3 separate regions of the Gasterosteus aculeatus genome follow, and regions 1 and 3 are each linked to region 2. A link is a contact called in public Hi-C data. All regions are on one chromosome and are shown on one strand. The core of a region is the stretch at or near the end of the contact, and the rest is flanking DNA. Distances in the headings are between cores, read along the strand shown. Region 1 holds the start of LOC120810090 (transcription factor E2F3). Region 2 holds the start of sox4b (SRY-box transcription factor 4b). Region 3 overlaps cdkal1 (CDK5 regulatory subunit associated protein 1-like 1).

What was found. Hi-C and Micro-C count contacts between places; a contact is called where the count stands out from the background.
Region 1: a Hi-C map of skeletal muscle shows a contact between it and region 2, with 2.4 times the contacts expected there. The contact joins the promoter of LOC120810090 here to the promoter of sox4b in region 2. A contact is called at or near these places in 2 of 6 Hi-C or Micro-C datasets (skeletal muscle and tail fin).
Region 3: a contact with region 2 is called in a Hi-C map of liver, with 5 times the contacts expected there. The contact joins the enhancer-like site here to the promoter of sox4b in region 2. A contact is called at or near these places in 5 of 6 Hi-C or Micro-C datasets (liver, skeletal muscle, tail fin and 1 more).

The regions. Positions count from the first base shown.
Region 1 is chr20:12,544,553-12,547,252 of fGasAcu3.hap1.1, reverse strand. LOC120810090 (transcription factor E2F3) reads right to left here and starts at 1,385. Exons shown (of 8, transcript XM_040164357.2): 1 at 827-1,385. The coding sequence starts at 1,105.
Region 2 is chr20:12,797,554-12,800,253 of fGasAcu3.hap1.1, reverse strand. sox4b (SRY-box transcription factor 4b) reads right to left here and starts at 1,411. Exons shown (of 1, transcript XM_040165166.2): 1 at 1-1,411. The coding sequence starts at 804.
Region 3 is chr20:12,634,763-12,637,462 of fGasAcu3.hap1.1, reverse strand. The region is part of intron 8 of cdkal1 (CDK5 regulatory subunit associated protein 1-like 1); the gene reads right to left. Among protein-coding and RNA genes, the nearest start is that of cdkal1, 79 kb to the right of the region's middle. Within about 2 kb of position 1,307, at least 7 of the 9 cell types and tissues checked have open chromatin away from gene starts, as enhancers often do. A contact at or near this core is called in liver, where this site is marked.

The DNA of each region.
Region 1 (2,700 bases), core at 136-2,635, 250 kb after region 2:
AAACGTGCAATCGGTTCCACGGCAACATAAACTAGTTTCACTTAAACTTGGTACGAAAGGGCACCGTAACGTCACACTTCATTTACAGATGTAGGGCACATAAAAAATAAAAAAAAAGATTAAGATCGAGGCCGCCAACGAGTAACGTTGTCCTCAAAAATCAATACTGCTAACGTTACTAGCCCTGAAAGCTAACCACACTTCTAAGCTTCATGCAAGTTGGCTTGACGGTTCAGAAAGGACCGAGACGCCTCTCGGGTGGCTGGTAAACGGCAGCGGGGCTTTAGCTCCCTGTAACACGGCGCACTTGCATGTTAAGCCACTCGGGTCGGTTAGTAAGCTAATAAACGAGGTAACTAAGGTCCAAGCAGCTCAACGCCCCCCCCCCCCCACCCCCCTACACCCTTCACCCCCAAATTAGGGCACCAACAGCAGCGACTAGGCCACCGCTAACGTTACTCATCTCTTACCAATATTTCCATTTGGCTGCAAAGGTGAAGCGGACTAAAAAAAGCGCCACCATGAAGTTAGCATAGCACGCTATTAGACATTTCTACGTTACTGCAAAAGCAAAACTAACTCAAAACTCTGCGTTTACATTCTTTGCGGTCAGCATAGCACCCAACTAACACAGTTGGGTAACTTAGCTAGCGGTGGTTAGTTAGCCCCCTCGCTATAGGGTCGAGGGGAATGCCCCGGCTAAGCAGCTAGCGCTAGCTGCCCGAACAACAAGCTCGGCTAGCCTAGCAAGCTAACGTCTTCGTCGCGTTTTTGCGGCTAGTTGTAGCATGTCAAACACGTTGAAACGAGCTGTGAAGAGTATTACCGGCGGTCTCCCCAGAGTGGGTCGTTGTCCTGTTCCGTTTGCGCCGGCTTGCTGTGGAGTTGTGTAAATGTTGTTTATCTGAGGTTCGGATAAACACACATTCGATGTCTGTGTAATGTTGCAAGGCGGTGGGGTGGTTATTATTTGGATATAGGTCGCGTTGGATTGACCGGCGTTCAGGCGATCCGTGAGAGCGGTTAAAATGATATTATTGTCCAGAGAGCCCCCGACCCCTGTTAAAATCACTTTGTCCGGAGCCGAGGAGATCCCTCTCCTCATCTTGCGTACTCGGGGTAACCCCTTTCTTGTCTCTGTACTTTCAAGCCCGTGTTCCTGCTAATCCTCCGAAATAGTCACAAAAATAATCAGACCGATGTAAGGATGACAGTCTGATGCATCGACTTTGGTAAAGTATTTTTTCTTCAGAAAGTGCATTTAGGCAGATGCAACGGATTAAAAAGTAGCGCAACTCTCGTCCCCCCGTCTAGAAATGGCTTCAGGAAACGGCCTGATGAATGAAGGGATACGGTTTACGCGCTCAAGAGCCCTCCCGCGAAACTCAGATTTCCCGGGAATTTTTCAAACATAATCTACATACGCGGCGCTATTGGTCTGTCGGAGGAGAGTCCCCGCCCTTATTTCAGCCCTCTTCGCCAATGGCGGTTCACTATTTGGTGCGCCACGTGTTCATTGGCAGATGTAAACAGGACGCGTCATCTGACGCGCCTTGCAAGTTCCCCGACAGGACGCTAAGTGACGCAAAAGACTTGATTGCTGGAGAGATATGTCGCAGACAAATGGTCAGATGTCCTCCATAACGTCCGGCCCTCTTTCTACGGATTGTTTTTTGTGCTCATTTGTACATCGGGGTGAAAGTATGATTGTTGGGCACTAAATTAAATGCTGACCTTCTTCTAAATAAAACGTTGCTTTGATTTCAGATCAGTTGGCAAAACCGGTTGACGACTAACGACTTAAATACTAAAAGCTCTTACCTCTTTTCCGCATGGTTGGTTCAATTTGAATGCGAATATAGTAATTATGCATATGTTTTGCACAGCTCCTTCCAGGGCCTGTAGGGCCTGTGTACTTCCTTCCTAATTTCTTGCAAGCCTACTTTTACACTGTTTTATGTTGGCTTCTGGTCGATACACATTTTCAATATCAGTTCATTGCATTGATGAAATCAAAGCTAATTGTGCTGTAAGTGAGCATAATGTTATATTCACTCATCAGAAGGGCAGCTTGACCAATGTATTTAAATTAAATGTATGTTTTACATTGCAAGAGAAGGCCTGCAGTGACCTGGTCTAATTGTAGAGCAGACCCACATAAGGCACAATAGAAAAGCATCTGCATGTTTTTGAAATTCAATTGGAACATACTATTTTTCCACACATCTCAATGTTTTGTTTGTATTCATTGTAGAAGGACTGCGAGAAAATACTGTTCTCCAGAATTGCCACCACAGACAGCCTGTTTATAATACTAAAAGTATATGAATATCAGGAATCAGGAAACATTTATTGCCATAATATGTCAGACATACAAGGAATTTGACTTGACAGTTGGTGCATAACAGCAGACAGTACGACAATGGACGACAAGACAACAGTGCACGAGGAATAAAATAAAATATAATGCTATGGGTTAGTAGTATGAGGCTATGGGTTAGTTTAAAAATAAAGGAATAAAAGTTAAAGTTACAAAGTTAAGAATATTCAAAAATTAAAAATAAAGTGCACCAGTGAACAGAAAGTGACAAGTGAAAGTGACGTGTGCAGTGAGAAAGAAAGTGACCGGTCAGTCAGTGAGGGACCGGACTCTGTTGATGAGCCCGACTGCCGACTGGAAGAAACTGTCTTCGTCCTGAT
Region 2 (2,700 bases), core at 162-2,661:
GGAGGAGGAGGAGGCGGGGCTGACGCTCAAGTTGCCCCCGCTGCTCCCGAAGACGTACACCCGCTTGGGCTTCTTGCCCTCCGGTATGAGCCTGGCCGCCGAGCACGAGGCCGACTTGGACTTGTAGAGAGAGTTGTGGTGGTGCTCCGGCGCGTGCTCGGAGGCAAACGGTGATGCTTTGGTGCTGTTGTTGTTGTTGCTGCTGTTGTTGTTGTTGTTGTTCCCGAAAAATGATTTGTGGGACTTGCTGCTGCTCGGTGATTTGGAGCCATTCTTCCTGGAAGAGGAGGATGTCTTCGTGCTGGTGTTGCTTGAGCTGCTGCTGCTGAGTTTCTCCCCCTTGTCCCCGCTTCCGCCCGGCTTGGAGGCGCTCGATTTGACCTTCTTCCTCGGGCGGTACTTGTAGTCGGGGTAGTCCGCCATGTGCTTGAGCCGGAGACGCTCCGCCTCTCGGATGAAGGGGATCTTGTCGCTGTCTCTGAGAAGCTTCCACCGCTTCCCCAGCCTCTTGGAGATCTCTGCGTTGTGCATGTCGGGGGACTGCTCCATGATCTTCCTCCTCTCGATCTGCGACCACACCATGAACGCGTTCATGGGCCGCTTGATGTGGCCGCTGGGCGTCTTGCACCACGCGGGGTTCTCCCCCAGCTTGTCCCCGGCGGTCGAAGAAGCCGCGGAGCCCGGGGAGAGGGGCGACGCGGCCGGGTCCAGGTCCATGCACGCCCCGGAGTCGGAGCTGGAATCTCCGGCGAAAAAGGAGAGCGCCTCGGCGGTGCTCTCCGCGTGGCTCATTTTCTGCACCATGCCGCCCAGCTACACGCACGGGGAGGGAGAGCAGCGTACTCGCTCTCCTTGGTCCTGCGATTCACTTTAAAAGCAAACTCAGCTCTTTTTCTCCCCCTCTTCAGTTTAAAAAATATATATAACAATTCACTCCCGGGATGCGCAGTAAACTCGGAACCGTTCAGTCCCGTGTAGCCTTAAAAGGCTGGATGTGTGAAAACAAAAACAAAAAGCAGTTTACTTTCCAGTTTCCAGGAGGTGATAATAAAAAAGACACAGACAGCACAGCCGCACTCTCCGCTGAGTGCACTGTTGTCTGCGCCTCCTCAGTCTCTCGCCTCTGTGTTATAAAGTCAAGTCAGCCGTGTGCAGGCTGAACATAGTCTGTGCGCTCGGGCAACTTCCCAAAAAAAAAGAGCTCCCAAAGCCTGCGGTGTGTGAGACGCGAGTGCTTTTCTCTGCATCAGCTCCGTTCCCTCTTCTCAGACTCAAAAGCCATGCGTGCTGGGGAGGAGAAAAAGACACCTGGAGTTACACAGTTCCACCTTCCATCTGTAGACCGAGTTTCAAGCAGCCCTCCAGTCTCGGTCCCACTTGCTGGTATTTATACTTCCTCACGAGCTACAACGGCGATAAAAATCCACCAATGGGAGTCTGTCACTACCCTGCCTTTGCGCCGAAGCCACGCCCCTCGCCGCTGATTGGCCCAAAATGGAATCTAATAATAATCAGCGCGTGCAATGAGGAGCCTCGTGTCTGACCTCATTCCAGAATACAACAAGAAACTTCAGTTTTTTTTAAAGAGACACCGGTTTATGTTATGGAAGCGCTTTTACCCCTCGCCAGCAGCTCGTGTGTTTACCGTTAACCAGCAGCTATACAGGAAGCTAAGTGTGCTTTACCACACGGGGACCTTTACGCGCAGAAGAGGTTGCGATGCCTGGATAGTACAGATATAGACCCTGGAAATTAACCCATTAACTCATTTTACGTGTTGTTGCTTATGAACGCTCCACACCCACATGTACTGAATAGAGAGAATGTGGAGACACAACACCTGCATTACCTATAATAAGTGAATAATGCAGTAATAATAGTGACAATAATACTATGAATAATAACCACTTAAATGAGCGGGCATTTACTGATCGCTTCCATTTTTAATTGTTTTTAGTAGGTGATTATCTGTCTACAGGTGGTCACTGATCGAGGTCGACACATTTGGAAACAACAACATGTTCAACAGTTAAGCCTCTCCGATAGAGCGCCTCATAAACAGAGCAACATCTCATGGAGACATCATGATCGTTTAGCTGGTGTGAGAAAAAGAACCAAGCTGTATATGCTTGACGCTGCCCCCCCTCTCTCTTTCTCTCTCTCTCTCTCTCTCTCTCTATGAGGTGGGGTTGGGCGGTCCTTTGTCACACAACATACAGAGAAGTGAGGCGAAGAAAAGCAGGTGGCGATGTGTGCAGATTGTCTCAGCGAGCAAACACATCCGCACCCTCACTAAACTGACACCGGGTGCAGTTTGCCGTGGAGTGACACAAACAAGAGCAGGTGACAGCAGAACGCACGGCAGTGCGCATTTCCGCAACGGCTCTCCATTTTACGCACGGATGAAGTGCCATTTCCAAGTTCGAAGTTCTAGCATTGGCAGAACAAACAAAACGATCATGACCGGCGTTGCCTATCAAACTTTATGGATTTCTTTCTGAGTCTTGATAACATGTAAAACTAGTGTTTATGAGCCTGGCATGCCAAATTTACACTAACCCCGTTAACATAATCATTATTATTATTTTTGTAGCTTTTGGTTCTAATACTTAATACTGACACAAGTTGCTTCTTCCGATCAAATGCATTACACCCCAAAAAATGATTCTTTCTTATTTCACTTTAAATCAGTAAATGAGA
Region 3 (2,700 bases), core at 58-2,557, 160 kb after region 2:
TACATGGAGTAACAAGGACAAAGCTGGTATGTAAACAACGGAGCAGAAGTGTGCTCGGGAAAGGAAGCACACACACGCACACACACACCCTCAGTGGCATTTTGAGAGGAAGAACTAAAAGCCAAATGTGAGTCAGAGGACTTACAGCAGTTAAACATTTTAACAGGCACAAGCCTGCTTTGGGTGTGTGTGTGTGTGTGTGAGAGAGAGAGGGGGAAGGGGGCGAGACTGCTGTGTGTAAAGACAACCAGACAATAACAAGGCCAGTGAGCAGAGCACATGGTCTGGGTGTGAATCTAAGTGTCCTACTGCCACCTATTGGCTGAAGGTGGAGCTGCTCTCCCCTCCCCCACACAGACACACATGGCCTTCATGTGAGAGAAAAGACAAAAAAGAGAGAGGGTCAGAGGAAGAGAAACGTTTGACAGAAGAAAAATGAGACTAGGGCAAATTAATGTTTAACGGAGAGAAACTGATATTAAGCCTATCACCTCCAAATCAACTTTAAAATCTGAGCGATACGTCACCTATTGCTCACTTCAAATCTTACTATTCTTCTATAACTTGTATTACTATAACATTTGCCATTTGTTACCTTCGCTGAACTTCACTCCTGTGCCCTGAAAGGGTCTCACACACACGCCTTCTCTGCTGTGACAAAACAAAATGAATGTTGTACTGTATCAACGTCACACCGTATCATTTATTGAGTACTTATTCATATAGTTTACATTTTATGTAGTCACCCTAAACTGTAGTTAAGACTGTGTATAGCATTGTAGATTTATTATAGAGCCCATTATAGAGTATAGGGAGGTACAATGGTGCTTTTAAATAGCGGCGCTGTGGTGAAGACTACACACGTTAGTTCTTAAGAGTCATCAACACCACTAAAACCACGTTCACAGCTCAAGATATACGACACATCGAGCAGTACAACGGAATACGGAACATTTAGTACCACTGAGATATATACCGCAACAGGGGGAGAATACTACAGTCAAAAAGTACGACGCTCACCAGAGGCTTTAATGTATTTTGATATCGTGGAGAGGGAAGAGGTGTGGAGACAAGTTCACAGAGGACAGAGCAGATGGTGTCTGCTGGATTTACACAATCTCTCTCACACACACACACACACACACACACACACACACACACACACACACACACACACACACACACACACACACACACACACACACACACACACACACACACACACACACACACACACACACACTGGTGACATAATAGCAGCATGCCAGGTGTGCAGTTGGTGGCCTGCAGTCTGGCATTGACTGGGAGTTGCGAGTGTGTGTTCGTGTGTATCCCGTGCTCCCTTTGTGTGAAACGGGGCCCCCTATTCACTCGTCTCCGCTGCCAGCTTGGCACTAAATCACAGGACGAGACGCAACACGCGCACAAACAAACACGCGTGCACGCGCACGCACCGCCCTGTGTTGCCTTTTTATCCAGCCCGCGGAGGGAGAATGAAAAGAGGGCAAACAAGAAGACAGCGGCAGAAAAGCGAGTGAAAGATGGCGGCAGTTAATTTGAACTTCTAGAGAAAGAGCCGAAGAAAAGATATTTAATATGCTCCCATAACGGGAAAGAAAGAAAGAAAAGAAGCAGTCTCTCCTTTCTTTACTGAGTCAGTGACTCCCGTCCAGTTAGCAGAAACTGAGACTGTTCACAGACACACGTGATAAAAGACACACACACACACACACACACACACACACACACACACACACACACACACACACACACACACACACACACACACACACACTGAGCAGCGGTAGAGGTGAGACTGCAGACGGGGCCCGAGGACACGCGGTGCCGGTGCGCGTGGGCCCTAAATACTCGTCTAGTGAGTGTATATGAAGCCGGTGGTCTGTTTGGTCTCAAGCTAGTGACAACAATGACGCAACCAATGGGATATTTACACGGAGACCAGGAGGGACAGAAGACGCAGCGAGACGGACAGCGGCCCGTCAGCGAGAAACAGACTGCAGGAGCTGAGGGATGATGCTGCATCTTAATTGCGGCCACTGTGATTGAGGAACAAAAACTGGTTCTCAATCACTCCACTGCAACCTGCCATGGCAGCAGAACAAGGAGGGTCCACCTACAACGCGTAGAGGCAGTCCAGCTGCCTGTGGATGAACGGGACGCATCAAGCCGGCAAACAGCGGACAAACCATCAGAACGCGTTGGGAGATTAACCTTTCTTTGGTATCCATACAGAAGCTACAATAAATAAAACCACCTACTACTTGTACGTTTTACATCAGAAAAAGCACAAGAAGATCAGATTAATAATAATACTGTACATGTGTTTATCTATTCATTCAAATGAGAAGTGGTGTCCAAACCTTTGACTGGTAGCGTGTATATATATATATATATATATATATATATATATATATATATATATATAGTATTATTAATACTAACAAGCCTAATACTATTAACATTGGCTTTGCCGCTATGGCACAGAGCCTCATTGTTACACCCAAACTAAATGAGGTTTTGATTAATGTTATTAATTACACCTCAATCTCAATCAAATGTCTACTGTGAACCCCCCCCCCCCCATTGAATTAACAACAAGTAACAAAGGGACGTGCATGGATCTGCAAAAGCTTCTAATTTCACTCAAAACGTTTTTTTAATTTAATGTTGTCCTATTGG